2 separate regions of the Oryctolagus cuniculus genome follow, and region 1 is linked to region 2. The links are chromatin contacts, called in public Micro-C maps. All regions are on one chromosome and are shown on one strand. The core of a region is the stretch at or near the end of the contact, and the rest is flanking DNA. Distances in the headings are between cores, read along the strand shown.

Region 1 (6,869 bases), core at 2,883-5,382, 420 kb after region 2:
GTCGTCCCCCCATGAGGGCCGTGTCGAGGCCGGGTGCTGGCCACCTCCGACCTCAGTCAGCTGTGTGCCCTGCTGCATGCAGCTGGAGCCGGGAGGGGCCCCTGGTGCCCGGGAAACGGGCCAGGGGCTTCACCAGCAGGAGCAGGGCGTCGGGGGTGGGGCCGTGACGACAGACGGGCACCGCCGCTGGCTCTGGGGTGGAGGCCGGGGCGCGAGCTGAGCCCAGTGGGCAGCCCCTGGGAGGGGCAGGGAAGTGGGCTCCTCCCCAGAGGGGTCGCCACCCTGCCGAGCCCTCGTGGAGCCCTGGGCGGGGCGGGGGGGGCAGGCTCGGGTGGCGGCCGCATGGCAGCAGGGGTCCAGGGTGCACTCGCGAAGCCTCCAGGCAGCCCCCAACGCCCGGGACTGCCCTGGGGAGAAGCGCCAAGGCAGGCCCTTCCCAGGTGCGCCCTGCACCCCGGTACGGCAGCCGTGCTGGTCCTCGCCAGCCCTGCCCTGCCCCCAGCTTGCCGACACCGCCCCACTCGGCAAGGCAGGAGAGGGTGCTGCACCCCTGTACCTCCGTGTCCCGACAGCAGGGCTGTGGCTAGGGTGCCCACCTGGGAACGTGGGCTGTGAGCCGTGAGGGCTGAGCTGCCGGGTGGTGTGGCCCAGGGGGCGGAGCCCAGGTCTCCTGACCCCGACCATGGCCTTCCCGCCTCTCCCACGCCGAGCCGGGGGCCCGGGCACACCTGCTTCGGCCCTGGGGGAGTCACCTGGCTGCTTGGGGGGGGGGGCCTTCCTTACCGGCCCCGGACCTGTGGCACTCACCTGGGACTGGGAGAGGCGCTGTTAAGGAACCGGGTTACGCCCGGGTGGCCCCGCGGGGGCAGCCCCAGCAGACCTGGGGCACCTGTGCCAAGCGGCCCCCAGCCCCCAGCCCCAGGCCCGGCTCAGGGAGGGATACAATCTTCTGCAGATCCGAGGGTGACTTCTGCCTCAGTTTCTCCAGCTTTTCCAGTTGTTTGATCTCATGATTTCGGGCATGTTTGAATTTCTTGATCTCCGCCTAAAGAAGAGAACAGAGCTGGTTCCCGAGGATCCCCCCCCCCGAGAGACCCGGCCCCCGGTGCCCCGCGCTCACCCGGCTCTGCTTGATCTGCGCCCCGTAGAGCTTCAGGGGGTTGACAACCTTGGCTTCCAGCCTCTCCACCTGGGGGCATGCATGGGGCGGGCAGTCAGCCGGGCATGCCCGCCTGCGCCCCACAGCTGCCGCGCGAGTCAGGCCCGAGGAGGGGCAGGGGAGCAGAGCGCGCCTTCCCTCCGCCTGCAGGGTTGCGAGCACGCAGCCGGGGCACGGGGGCTGCCCCGCCTCCCAGCACCGGGGTGCAGCGCCGAACCTGGCGGAGGCTTGCTCTCACCTGTGAAGCAAGAGCACCCCTGTACCCCCTCGGGGTCTCCCGCCTGGCACCGAGCACCGTGAGGGTCGTCTCCAGGGAGGGAGGAAGGGCGGAGTGCGTGCCGAGCCCCTCCACGGGCCAGCCCTCACCCTGCCCTCTGCTGCCCGCCGTGCATGCTGGGAAAACTGAGCCTCCTGGTGGGAACAGGCTGGGGCTGGGAGCGAGCGCTGGGCAGACTGGACTTCCACCCCACCCCCAGCGCCAAGGCCGTTCTCTGCCTTCACCGAGGCGTGAAGCTGGGAAGGTGCAGGGGGCGCTGTGGCCCAGGAATCTGCATTTCTGGTGAGCCGTCAGGTGTGGCCACCGTGGGGCACCCAAGAGTAGCCAGTGTGTCCCAGGACCTTGAGAACAGGGTCCCCTGAAAATCCTGCCGGCTGCCCCTGCTGCAGGGGCTGGGGTCCCCCCACCCGAGTGCTCTCCTGGCGACCACCCCCTCCCTCCCTGCAGACGACCACGTCGGGGTCCTTTGTCCCTGGAGAAGAAGCTAGCCTTTTTAAAAACCAGGAGCCACCTCTGGGGTGGCGAGGTCCAGGGAGGCAGCGCCCTCTGCTGGTGGGCCTTGGCGTTCCGTCTGCGGGCTGACTCCCGGCCTTGGCTCTGGGACAGGAGGATGCCGGGTGGGCAGGGAGCTGCCCAGGTCTGCGTGGCCAGCGGAGCGGCAGCTGTGTCGCCCTGCGGCCACCTGACTTGATGCCTCCCCGGTGCCCGGACCGTCCCGTTCTCTGGAGTTCACAGAGGGTGGCGCGCGTGCCAGGAGCCTTCTAACAATTCCCCCCGACACCCAGCCGTCCCCAGGATCTCTGTGCCCTCTCTGGGCCCTGGTGGGTGGGCCCGGGGACGCGCCTCCTGCCAGGGGTCTCCTGAGTCCCTTTGCCCCACCCGCCCCCTGCCCGACCACCACAACTGTCGTCCTATAGGTGGCGTGACCGCAGGGGACCCTTCGGGGTGTCCCGCTGGCATGGCCACTGCTCACCTGGGCCTGCCGGTAATCCTGTATTTTGGCCAGGTCCTCGGCGAAGTCCCTCAGGGTGGCCCGCAGCTCGGGGCTCTCGGTGTTGGCGAAGCCAATGAGCCACTTGACCAGCTGGTCGGCTTTGTCGCGCAGCCGCGCTGTCTTGCGCGTGTAGGCGGCCAGCAGCGAGCAGAGCTGTCCCAGGTACTTGTCGGCGTTGGCCACCATGGCTTCCATCACGCGGACCTGGCTGTCCCTGGGGAGGTGGGGCCGCGCTGGGCGGTGACGCCCCTGATGGGGGTGGGCACACAGGGGCCACTGCAGCTTGCGCCTGGTCCCTGGGGACAGCGCCAGGTACGTGGGGAATGGCGGGCAGGAGCCACACGTGGGCGTGGCTGCACACCTGGCCTTTGTCCTTGGAATCCATTGAAGGGCCTTTTGTGTCGCCGGTGGAGCCGCTCCGTGTGCCTGCCCACCGGGTCACACGCTCTCCCTCTGCCCTGCAGGGCTCTCTGACATGCGTGGCGGGGGAGGGTGGTGTTTCCCCCACACCATCCCCGACCTCCCGTCTCGTGTGGCGGGGGGGGGGGGACAGCTGATGCTCCCTCCGCTCCCCAGTCACGGCTGCTGACCACGGTCCCCGTGCGCGGAGGCTGCTCGTGCCCTGGGCTTGGGCAAACGCCCCGCGTCGCCGTCTACTTCCCGGTCAGACCGGGTCCCGCTTGCTACCAGCCCTGACGCTGGGGCTCCGCCGCCTCCGCGGCCTTTGTCGCTGTCCCTGCCTCTCTCTGTCTGACCCAAGACCCCTGAGCAGCCCCCCTCACCCCCCCGAGGCCGGAACCTGCGGCGCAGCTTTGTCTTCCTCCTGCCGAACCCTGACTGGGGTGGCACTTGCGGTAGCCGCGCCCTGGGCCTGAGTGCCGGCCTCACGTCTCAGCAGGATGTGCCACTGCCCCTTCAGCTGAGTCCTCGGACCCCATGACCCCCACGGCCAGCCAGGTGCAAACTCCAGGCCCCACCCCCACCCCCGGCTTGTGAGCCTGAACCCGCGGGAGCGAGGCTGGCGGCTGCTTAAGATGCACACTGGGGGCTCCGGGCCCCTGCAGTGAGCTCGCCTCCCAGTGAGCAGGGGCTGCGACCACCGGGCACGGGTGGGGCGGGGCCATGGGGCCGGCCGCTGAGGTGGGAAGGGGGTTAGCCAGGTGGAGGCCACGGGGCCAGAGGCTCCAACCCAAGTGTCGGGCTGCAGCGGGTAACGCCCCTCTGGACCTGAGCTGCTCTCCCTGGGCCTTGGGGTGGGGGGCTGGAGTTGGGAGAGAGTCTGCTCCCCCCTGCCCCACCCCAGCAGCCCCCCGCAACCTTCACGGTCTTGGCTGCACCAGGCCCCGGAACCCCACCCCACCTCCCTCCGCCCCAGCCACGCTGGCGCAGGCACTCACCTGGAGAGCACGGGGTTCATTGTGACGGGTGGCGGCGGCTGGCCTGGTCACGGGAGCGAGGACAGGGCCCCAGGGGTCCCGGGCCCAGGAGAAGCCTGGCAGGGCTGGGCTCAGGGGACGCGGCCACCTGGTTGCCAGGTGACAGCCAGGTGTGGGCGGAGCTGCAGGAAGTCGCCCAGGCAATGCCTCCCAGCGCCAGCCTCCCTGGACAGGGAGGCTGCCCAGCCTCGGCCGGCTCAGGGGCTCCAGGCCGCCCAGGCAGGGGTCCCGGAGAGCCCTCCTCACCCTGTGCAGGTGCGCGTTCTCGTGGGGCACAGGCTGGGGCTCCCTGGAATGTGGGGAGAAGGCACAGCGCCTCCACGCGGGATTCTGTCCCCCCGCCCCGGGACGAGGTTTTATGCCCAGCGCCGTCCGGCCGCGAGCCCACCCAGGGTCAGGCCGCCTCCTGATTGAGCGTGTGGCGGGGCAGCGGGGGGCGTCCATGGGGGGCGGTCCCTGGGAGGGAGTCAGCGTGCGCGTGGTCACGCAGGCAGCTCGGGCGTGATGGAGTGAGGCTCAGGTGCGTTGTGGGAAGGGCCGTGTGTAGCAGAGACGGCTGCTCTGCTTCCGGTCCGGCTCCCAGCTCATGCGCCTGGGAAAGCCGCGGAGGACGGCACAGGCGCTCCGGCCCTGCACGGTGTGGGAGACCCGGATGGAGCGCCTGGCTCCTGGCCGGCCCTGACCATTGCCGCCTCCGAGGAGTGAATCAGCGGTTGAAGATTCTCTCTCTCTCTGTCTTCCCTTCTCTTGTGTAATTCAGCCTTTCAATAAATAAATAGATTAAAAAGAAAAAGAGTTCAGGAGTGAGACAGAATGCAGTGAGCCGTCAGCCAAGCTAGACCAAGAACACACAGCTGACGGGCAGGTGGGCGGTCCGCGGGGCGGGAGCCGTCTGCCTTCAGCCCGGGCGTCCAAGTGGGGTCCCGCCGCGTCTCCTTCCCCCACCCTCTCCCGGACAAAGGACTTGCCGGGTGGGCGGCAGGTCAGAATCCTGCCGGGAGGTCACTCCCCAGTGCCATCCGCCAGGGTAGCCCAGGAGCGGGGCAGGAGGGCTCTCCTGGGAGCCCTCCCTGGGTGGGGGAAGGCAGAGACCACTGGGAAGGCTCTGGGAGAGGGCGGGACTTTGTAGCGTGAAACCCCGGGCGGCTTCCAGGCCGGGCCCCCTTGGCACACACAGGCGGATTTCTGTCTCCCTACCAGACAGGGGTGCTGAGCCCGTCGCCCGCCGTGTGTGTGTGTGGAGGGGGGGGTGGGCTCAGGGCGGGGGAGGGGCCGCTGTGGGCGTCCCAGGGCTGCTGGGGCCGCTCAGCTCCTCCCTTCACCCACTGCTCCCTGCCAACCCCGAGCAGCGGAGACCCTGGCCCTTGGCAGGTGCACGCCCGGGTGTGCGTGGGGGAGGGGTCCTGCAGCCTGGCACGTGGTCGGGGGCACGCAAGAAAAGAAAGAGCAAAACCAGACGACGCAGGCACACGCAGGGGCGCTCACTGATTGGCTGTGCGTCTGACCGCGGGCTGCACCATACGTGCGAGAGGTCAGCCGTGACTGGCCTCGGGCCTCCGCCGCTGCCTCTGGGCGGGGTTGGGGGCTTTCACAGAGGAGATGCTTTCGTAAGTGTGTATAAAAGCGAGGAGCCTGGGGTCAGCTGAACACAGGTTCCAAGCCCGGACCCCAGCTCTGCTGTGCAACCTTTGCCGGGTCGCCTGACCTCTCTGGGCTCTGTCTTCTCCCGCCATAAAGCGGGATCCTGAGAGTAACGGGGCTGGGAAACTAGGTCTGTGGGGTGGGGTGGGCTTGGCCCTCACCCCACGGCCGTCATGCTGTGCACCGAGGTTCTCCGGTGACCTCTGGCCACCTCTCCCTTTGCACACACTGTGTGTTTCCTGATGTCCTGCCCAGTGCGTACACAGAACCCAGTCTTTGGGGTGGGCGCTGTGCCCCCTCCCAGGAGGTGGCTCCCTGCATACCCACAGGCCGCCGTGGTGCCGCACGGGGTCAGGCGCCGGCTGTCATGGGGCGGTCCGTGCCCCTCACCTTCTCAGTCCCCTTCCCTGCTGGGTCGAGCGGTGCCCCCAACACTGCGTGTCCACGCAGGACCTTGGACTGTGACCGTATTTGGAAACAAGGTCACGGGCAGCTGTGATTAGCCGAGCTGAGTCACACGGGAGCCGGCTCCAGGGACTGCTGTCCTAATAAGAAGAGGAAGCGGAGACACACCCAGGGAGGGGGGCAGAGCTGCGGCCACAGGGCCACCGGCCAAGGGAGCTGAGGATCTGGCCAGGCGGGGGCCCGCCCCCTGCTGCCGGAGGGATCGGCCCTGCCCACGCCCCGTCCCGTGCCGGCCTCCGCTGGGGGAGGGGAAGTGTGCCGGCCTACGTCTGCAGCTTGGGGGATCTCACCAGAGCAGGCCCAGGACACGACTCTGGGGTCCAGAGAGAGCCCAGAGCCCCGAGAGCTGTGCTGGCGCGAGGCCACGAGGCCCTGCCTGGGGGGCACCCCCAGACCACGTGCCCTGGGCCCCACTGCGGCTGAGGTGGAACTTCATGGCCAGACGGGCCATGCACCAGGAATCCCCTTCGGCGCAGCTGCACCTGTAACCCAAGCCTGGCGGCTTCTCTGGAGACCCCATGCCTGCAAGCCCAGGAAGGGGGGAGGTCATGGGACCACCCGCCCTCAGCCGGCCCCGGGAAACACGCCCAGCACGCAGCATGTGCAGAAAAACCCGGGAGGAAGCCAGGTGGCCACACGGAGACCCCTGGTGGCCCGAGCGAGAAAGGCCAAGCGGGCGGTGCCGTCTCTGTAAGGGGGGCTGCAGGGGAGGGTGCCCTGGGGCTGGGAAGGGACCCTCCTGGGGGCAGGCGGGGCGGGGGGTAAAGGCCCAGCGGCTGGAGAGGTGCCGGTGCCCGCAGAGCCCGGGCTGCCACGCGGCGTCTCCCTGCTGGCCCCCGACCCCAGCCGCTCATCTGGCGCGGTCAGCACGCCTTTGCTTTTATTTCTTTATTTTTT
Region 2 (6,840 bases), core at 894-3,393:
CAGCCGGCAATGCCAGCACCCCAAATGGGCACTGGTTTGTGTCCCGGCTGCTCCACTTCTGCTCCAGCTCTCTGCTGTAGCCTGGGAAAGCAGCAGATGATGGCCCAAGTCCCTGGACCCCTGGACCCATGTGGGAGACCTGGAAGAAGCTCCTGTCTTCAACCTGGAGCAGGCCTGGCTATTGCTGCCACTTGGGGAGTGAACCAGTGGATGGAGGATCTGTGTGTGTGTGTGTGTGTGTGTGTGTGTGTGACTCCTTCTCTCTCTGTAAATCTAATTTTCAAATAAAAAAATAAATTTTTTAAAATAAATCTTTTTGTAAAAAAGGAGGGAGGAGGGTTGGGGCTGGCGCTGTGGCGCAGTGGGTTAACACCCTGGCCTGAAGCTTCGGCATCCCATATGGGGGCCGGTTTGTGACCCGGCTGCTCCACTTCCGATCCAGCTCTCTGCTGTGGCCCGGGAAAGCAGTAGAAGATGGTCCAAGTCCTTGGGCCCCTGCACCTGCGTGGGAGACCCAGAAGAAGCTCCTGGCTTCAGATCAGTGCAGCTCCGGCCGTTGCAGCCGACTGGGGAGTGAACTAGCGGATGGAAGACCTCTCTCTCTCTCTCTCTCTCTCTCTCTTTCTGCCTCTCCTCTATGTAACTGTGACTTTCAAATAAAAATAAATAAATCTTTTTTAAAAAAAGAGCAGTAGCTCTGTCTAAAAAAAGGGCGGGGGGGGCCGTTTAGCTTTGGCTTTGTCTCCTGCTACTTTTCCCACCAGAACCTCAGGCAGAGCAGCCGCCTCAAGGCCACCGCATGTACTCCCCGGCCCTTTGCAGGCAGCAAACCTGCCCGCAGCCCAGTCTCAGCCCTTGGGCCACCATCTCCAGGCCCCATTCCCACCGCGCAGAAGCCACGGCTGCCACACTTGCCTGCAGCGCCTGCAGAGAGAAGGCTCGGGCTGAGCCACCCAGGCCGCTTGCCCCTGACACCAGAGCATCGAACAGCTGGTCGACCTCCGCCTGCTCCTCGGGAAGAAGCTGTGAGTGGCCCCTCGGCCCAGAGCGGCTCCTGCTGTTGCCCATCCCGTCTCCTGCCTGGCCGGACTCTGCAGAGGGAGGAGGAGCAGGGCTGGGGAGAGAAGCCAGGGTGTGATCAGCACGGAGAATAAACATGACAACCCCAAGGGCAGCTCTCGTCAACGCCACTTTACTGGGAGAGGCGGCTACACCGCATCGGAACCGTGTGCGGAACGGTGTTCCAGCGTGGTGGGTCCCACGTCCACGCAAATCCAGTGCCAAAGCCCCATCTGCCCCCCAGGACCTGCCCAGGTGCCTCACAATGGCCAAGCGACCGTTCGGGTCTATCTGAAAACCTAGCTCCCAAGCGAATGGTAACTAGGTGTCGGAGAAATCTCTCATGCGTTTAAATAAAGCGCACTGCTGGAGACACTTCTCCTTTGTGATCCTGGTCCCAGCTGCCAGCTGTGTAACCTCGGGCCAGCGACGCACACTCTCCGTGCCTCAGTCTGCTCATCTGTAAAATGGAACAACCACGGCTCTGCCGCAGGGGGCTGTTGTGATAAATGAACACAGAGCCCAGCAGCACGCTGGGCGCTGCGGGTGCCGGCCCTGCCCTGTCTGCCTGAGCAGCGGGAGGGGCAGTGGCACTTTCTCCAGGAGGCAGCAGCGCCAGGGCTCAGGAACAAGCCTGGGGCTGTGGCCGGAATTCAGGAGGGGACCCCACCTCGTCTGGACGGCAGGGCGACCCTGGGAAGGCACCTGCGGGGCACAGACCGAGTGACAGGAAGGGGCGACTCTGAGTGACTCCTCCCTTCCCCCCTCCCCTGTCGGGTGCCACTCCTGCCCCGAGTCGCCCCCTATCCTGGGGCACAGATGGGCGGGGAGGGGCAGAGCCGGGGCCACTGGGACACAGTCGGCTCCGGTCCCCACCCGAGCCGGGCCTGCTCCCCGCCCAGCCGCCGCGTCCCGTCCAGCTCACCGCAGCCCTGGCCCCAGCACCGACCCAGAGCCGCCTTCCGGTCGGCAGCGTCAAGGATTTTCCCCCGGGAGCCGCCTCTGTCCAGGTCCCAGGCGACGGCGCTGACGGATGGTCCCTTGGCCCAATTGCGGAAGCAGAACCCTGGGGCGGAGCCCTAGCGAGAAGTCAGCCAATGGCGATGCCCTCACGGAGAGTGGGCAGGGCCCGGCAGGAGGGGGCGGAGCTGGGGACCCACCGGGAGGAGGTGCTGGTGCCGGGTCCTGGCAGCAGCCAGAAGTGAACACTGGGGGCGTGGGGGAGTGCCTGGGGGCGGGGCCGTCTGGGCTGGGGACGACCGCGGAGTAGCTGGGCTACAGGAGAAGCTGGGAGAGGCTGGGGGTGTGGGGGAGGCAGGGCCTGGGCCTGCGGGAGAAGCTGGGAGAGGCTGGGGGTGGGCTTGAAGCCCACCAGGGGAGGAAGTGAGTGGGAGACCATGCTCTGGGCACCCGGCCCTGCTCTGTGATGCCCCTAATCTGGAGCTTCAGACCGCCCCCTGCACACCCACAGCCTGTGCCCCACCCTCAGCTTCCCGGGGTGACCGTGGCTCACCCCTCCAGGAGCCCACACCCCCTTCGCCTTCTGATCACCCTTCAACCCCTCAAAAACCTGGTCTGGGCCCCCCGGGGAAAAAGGCCAGCGGCACTGTCAGCCCCGACACATGCGGCTGACCAGGCCTCCGCCTCCTCCTAGCCCTCTTTCCTGGGCTTCTGGGGGTGCCCCTCGGGGTTCCGTCTCCCAGGCCCGCCCTGGAGTTCCTTCCCTCTCCCTCAGATGACACCCCTTCTCTCTTCCACCTTGGATCCCCACCATCGGCTGAGCCGACCCCGAGCACCCAAGCCTGGACCATCACGACCTGCGCTGTCCTCTAGCCTGGACCATCGTGACCTGCGTTGTCCTCTGGCTCCTCAGGGGTGTCCAGCAGCACCTCAGCCCCCCCCCCCTTCCCTGCAAACCCGCCTCCCCGTGCACCCTCCCTCCGCACCCCTCAGCGCCTCCTGTGGCCGTGGCCGGGAACGGTTGCTCTAGAAGCCTCCCCAGGCTTGGACCCTGGGTCTGCTCTGCCCCCCGGATGTGCTGCAGGTCCTCGGGTGCCTGTGCCCCAGCCGGGTGGAAGTGAGGGCCCCCAACCCCCTGAACCATCTCCCACCCAGGGCCGACGCTACTGGGCACACCAAATCGGAGACCCCTTTCCTGTCCCCCAGAGCACAGTAGCACCAGCCAGGACCGTCAGAGTCTGCCTGGCCACTCGCCAAACTGAGATGACGGACAGACAGAAGCAGCCACTCAGCCACTGACTTCCTAGGAGCCGCACCCCCAGGACTCGCGGCCGCAGACCCAGCGAGCGCAGCAGAAACTCCCTCAGCGAGGAGGACGCCGCTCGCTCCCACGCAGGCCTGCCGCGGCTCATGCAGCAGCCTGGGTCTCCCACCCAGGTGTGGGGCGGCACAGGTGCACCCGGCAGGCCCGCCCTGCTCCCGCGACCCCGAGGAAGCACGGCCAGGCCCATGCTCAGTCCAGGCCAGAGGCTGGGCCTCGCACCCAGGCCCTGCTGGGAGCCCAGGAGAGCCCTGCCTCCTTGCACCGCCGCCCTCCCTCCCCCCACCCCGGGTCCCCCAAGACTCTGTACCTGCGCCAGGTGAGCCTTGCAGGGTGAGACTGCAGGATCGGTCTGGGGGCGCCCTGTCGGCTGGGTCTGAGCCTGTGGGCTGCACCCTGTTCAGTGCCAGGCACGGTGCGGGGCACATGAACCAGCAGGGAGCCAGGGGTCCCTGCCCCCAGCACACGCATCACCGAGTCCCTGCCGGGTCAGAGACTGAGGGAGCGCGTGGCTGGGGATCGGTGGAGGTTGGCAGGGCGAGAGGCTCCGAGGCTAAGGCAGATGGGACACAGACGCCGGTGGCCACCGCCGGGCACGGAAAGAACGCCGAGGCCATCTGCGCATCTTCTGTTCTCGTGTCAAGGTTGCCTCTCCAAACCCGCTCACACCACTAACCCCACCCCACCCCCATCAGGGAGGCCACACCCCATCTCAGAGCCCGCGGTTCAGAGAAGCGACTGTCCTGGGGCACCCCGTGGACACTGGGACTCCTGAGCCCCAGTCAAGGGCTCTGTCCGGCGGCGGGTGCACCTGCCCCGGGGGAGGAGCCTGTGTGCACTTCACAGCAGGCACCTGGTGGGGGTGGATGCCCAGCCCACAGCGGGCTCCGCCCCTGCAGGAAAGAGCTGGACCCCGCAGGACAGACTCGTTTCTGAGCAAGTCTGGAGCCTGGCGAGGCCCGATGCTCACTCCGCACAGAAAGGCTGTGACTGCGCACGCCGTCCCCCTGCCGGCATGCCCTGGAGAGAGGGACTCTGTAGGCGACCACGGCACAGCGCTGAGGAACTGGGTCCTTGTCCTCACACCCCTCCTCTGCCCTGCCTGGACCACCCACCACGGCCCGGTCCTGGCCACCATCTGCACTGGACCTGCAGCTCAGCACCCAGAGCCATGTGCCCAGCACCAGTCAGTCACCCCTTCTGACAACTCACAGCCCCTGGGAGCCCCCACACTGGCCTGCAGGATCCGGGGAAGGGGCGCAGCCAGAGAGCTGTGCTCCGTTGTGGCTCCCCCGGGCCTGATTTCTCAGCAAGACAGGCGCCCACCAGCAGAGCTTTGCAGCCAGTGGGGCCACACTTGGGCACAGAAAGCCAGCCGGTGACAGACCAGGGGCACAGGCCAGCTGCCTCTGCTGGCCACCCACCCTCCAGCCCACCTCAGGACACCTACATGCCCTGCCAAACAGGCACTCCCTGGCTACTTTTTCAATTGAAACGAAGAGAGAAGCCATTCAGGCCGAGCGTAAGAGAAGCAGACCTGTTAGTGATGGGTCCCTAGTACGCCAGCGTCTCAGAGCAAAAACCACTGGACGGCTATGCTGCCGGAAAGCGCAGGTGTTGGCGAGGTGACAGACAAACCGGGACCATCTAACTGCTGCCGATGCAGGGGGGTGCATGGTGCAGGCACTGTGGGACACAGTCCTCAACTTCCCCAAACCTCAGCCACACAGCCCCTGGACACAGCGCAGCCCCTGGACTCTGCGCACCCTCCAACTGGAAACACACATTTGAGCCAAGGCTGGCTTGATCACGCAGCACCGTTCACAAACACGGTCCGACCCTCTGGTGACAGGAGGGTTGGGAAGTACCAGAACACTCCTTGAGACCACGATGCCTGGACCGACGTCCACGTGAACCACAGGCAGAGGGCAGACCGGGCGGATGTTCGTCACACCATAGCAGGTGCTTGTCTTCCCCGACATGAGCCAGAGCGGTCAGCGAGGCTTCACGGGGCAGGGACCCCGCAGAATGACGGGCACCCATGCAGCCAGATGTGGGAGAGCACCCAGCCACCGAGCGGGACAGCAAGGTTTCAGGGAGCGCACCGCTGACGGGCAGGTGGGCGGTCAGCGGGGCGGGCGCTGTCTGCCTTCAGCCCGGGGCGTCTAAGTGGGGTCCAGTCTTTCCTCTGCGTCTCCTTCTCCCACCCTCTCCCGGACAAAGGGCTTGCCGGGTGGGCAGCAGGTCAGAATCCTGCCGGGAGGCCACTCCCCAGTGCCATCCGCCAGGGTAGCCCAGGAGCGGGGCAGGAGGGCTCTCCTGGGAGCCCTCCCTGGGTGGGGGAAGGCTCTGGGAGTGGGCGGGACTTTGTAGTGTGCAACCCCGGGGCAGCTTCCAGGCCCCCCCCCCCCCCAGGCTGCTACCTTCCTCCTCCACCTGTTCTTTTTGTTAGGCCACACACACACACACACACAGGCTAACTTCTATCTTCCCACCTAACAGTAGCAGGGACAGGGCCTCCTGGATAGGGAATGGGAGTGTTTCAGAACCAGACATGACGGGAAGATGACATGATGGCGAAGATTAAGCCTGCGGCTGCAGTGCCGGCATCCCCTGTGGGTGCCAGTCTGAGTCCAGCTGCTCCTCTCCTGAGCAGCTCCCTGCTCATCCCTTGGGATAGCAGTGGGAAATGGCCCGAGCGCTTGGGCCCCTGCACCTGCGTAGGAGACCTGGAGGAGGCTCCTGACCGGATCAGCCCAGCTCCGACCACTGCAGCCATTTGGGGAATGAACCAGCTGATGGGGGATCTCTTTCTCTACCTCTGCTTTTCAAATAGACAAATCTTAAAAAACTAGACATTTCAGGTGCAGAAGTGGTGAACATCACTGAATGGCATACTTTAAATTGCTTAATTTTAATTGATATTACCCAAAAAAATTTTTTAAAGAGTACATAGCCCTTGGAACCCTCATCCAGACAATGGTGTAGGAAGGTCAAAGTCATGGGGCTGCGTGGAGCCTTGCTGGAGGGCCAAGTCCCATCTCCCCTGAGGGCAGGTGGGTGTCTATCTCTCAGCTCAGGCCAGGCAGGTGCCTGGTGGCCCCTGTCGGAGCCTCAGTCGATGTTCATGTCCCAGGGAAGGCAGCGGAGGGGCAGGGCCTGCTCCTGGGAAGTCCCCCACCCCGCGCCCCAGCAGCAGGGCTGAGGGGCGGAGCTGGGGCAGGTGGGCAGAGGGGACACTCTTCAGGGCCCAGCAGGGAGCAGTGGCACTGCCCGGCCAGGCAGCTGCACGGGCCAGGCCCACCAGGGCGGTCTCCACAGATGCACAAATGTGCCCACGAGACCAAAGTCAGCTGGGAACACGGGTCCAGTCACACAAGCCAAAGCCACACTGCCACCCATGGCAGATGTCCACGTCCTACTCCTCAGAACCTGTGACTCCGTGACCCACCTGGCCAGACTTGGGCAGCATGATTGAATGAAGGACCCTGAAGTGGGAG

The links. Hi-C and Micro-C count contacts between places; a contact is called where the count stands out from the background.
Region 1: a contact with region 2 is called in a Micro-C map of ear pinna, with 2.7 times the contacts expected there. The contact joins the promoter of CIBAR2 here to the promoter of MEAK7 in region 2. A contact is called at or near these places in 2 of 6 Hi-C or Micro-C datasets (ear pinna and an unstated tissue).

The regions. Positions count from the first base shown.
Region 1 is chr18:66,499,256-66,506,124 of mOryCun1.1, forward strand. It overlaps CIBAR2 (CBY1 interacting BAR domain containing 2), which reads right to left and starts at 4,133. Exons shown (of 9, transcript XM_051847361.2): 1 at 3,828-4,133; 2 at 2,410-2,644; 3 at 1,121-1,189; 4 at 944-1,045; 5 at 808-813. The coding sequence starts at 3,847.
Region 2 is chr18:66,083,742-66,090,581 of mOryCun1.1, forward strand. It overlaps MEAK7 (MTOR associated protein, eak-7 homolog), which reads right to left and starts at 2,144. Exons shown (of 8, transcript XM_070061851.1): 1 at 2,009-2,144; 2 at 916-1,114. The coding sequence starts at 1,068.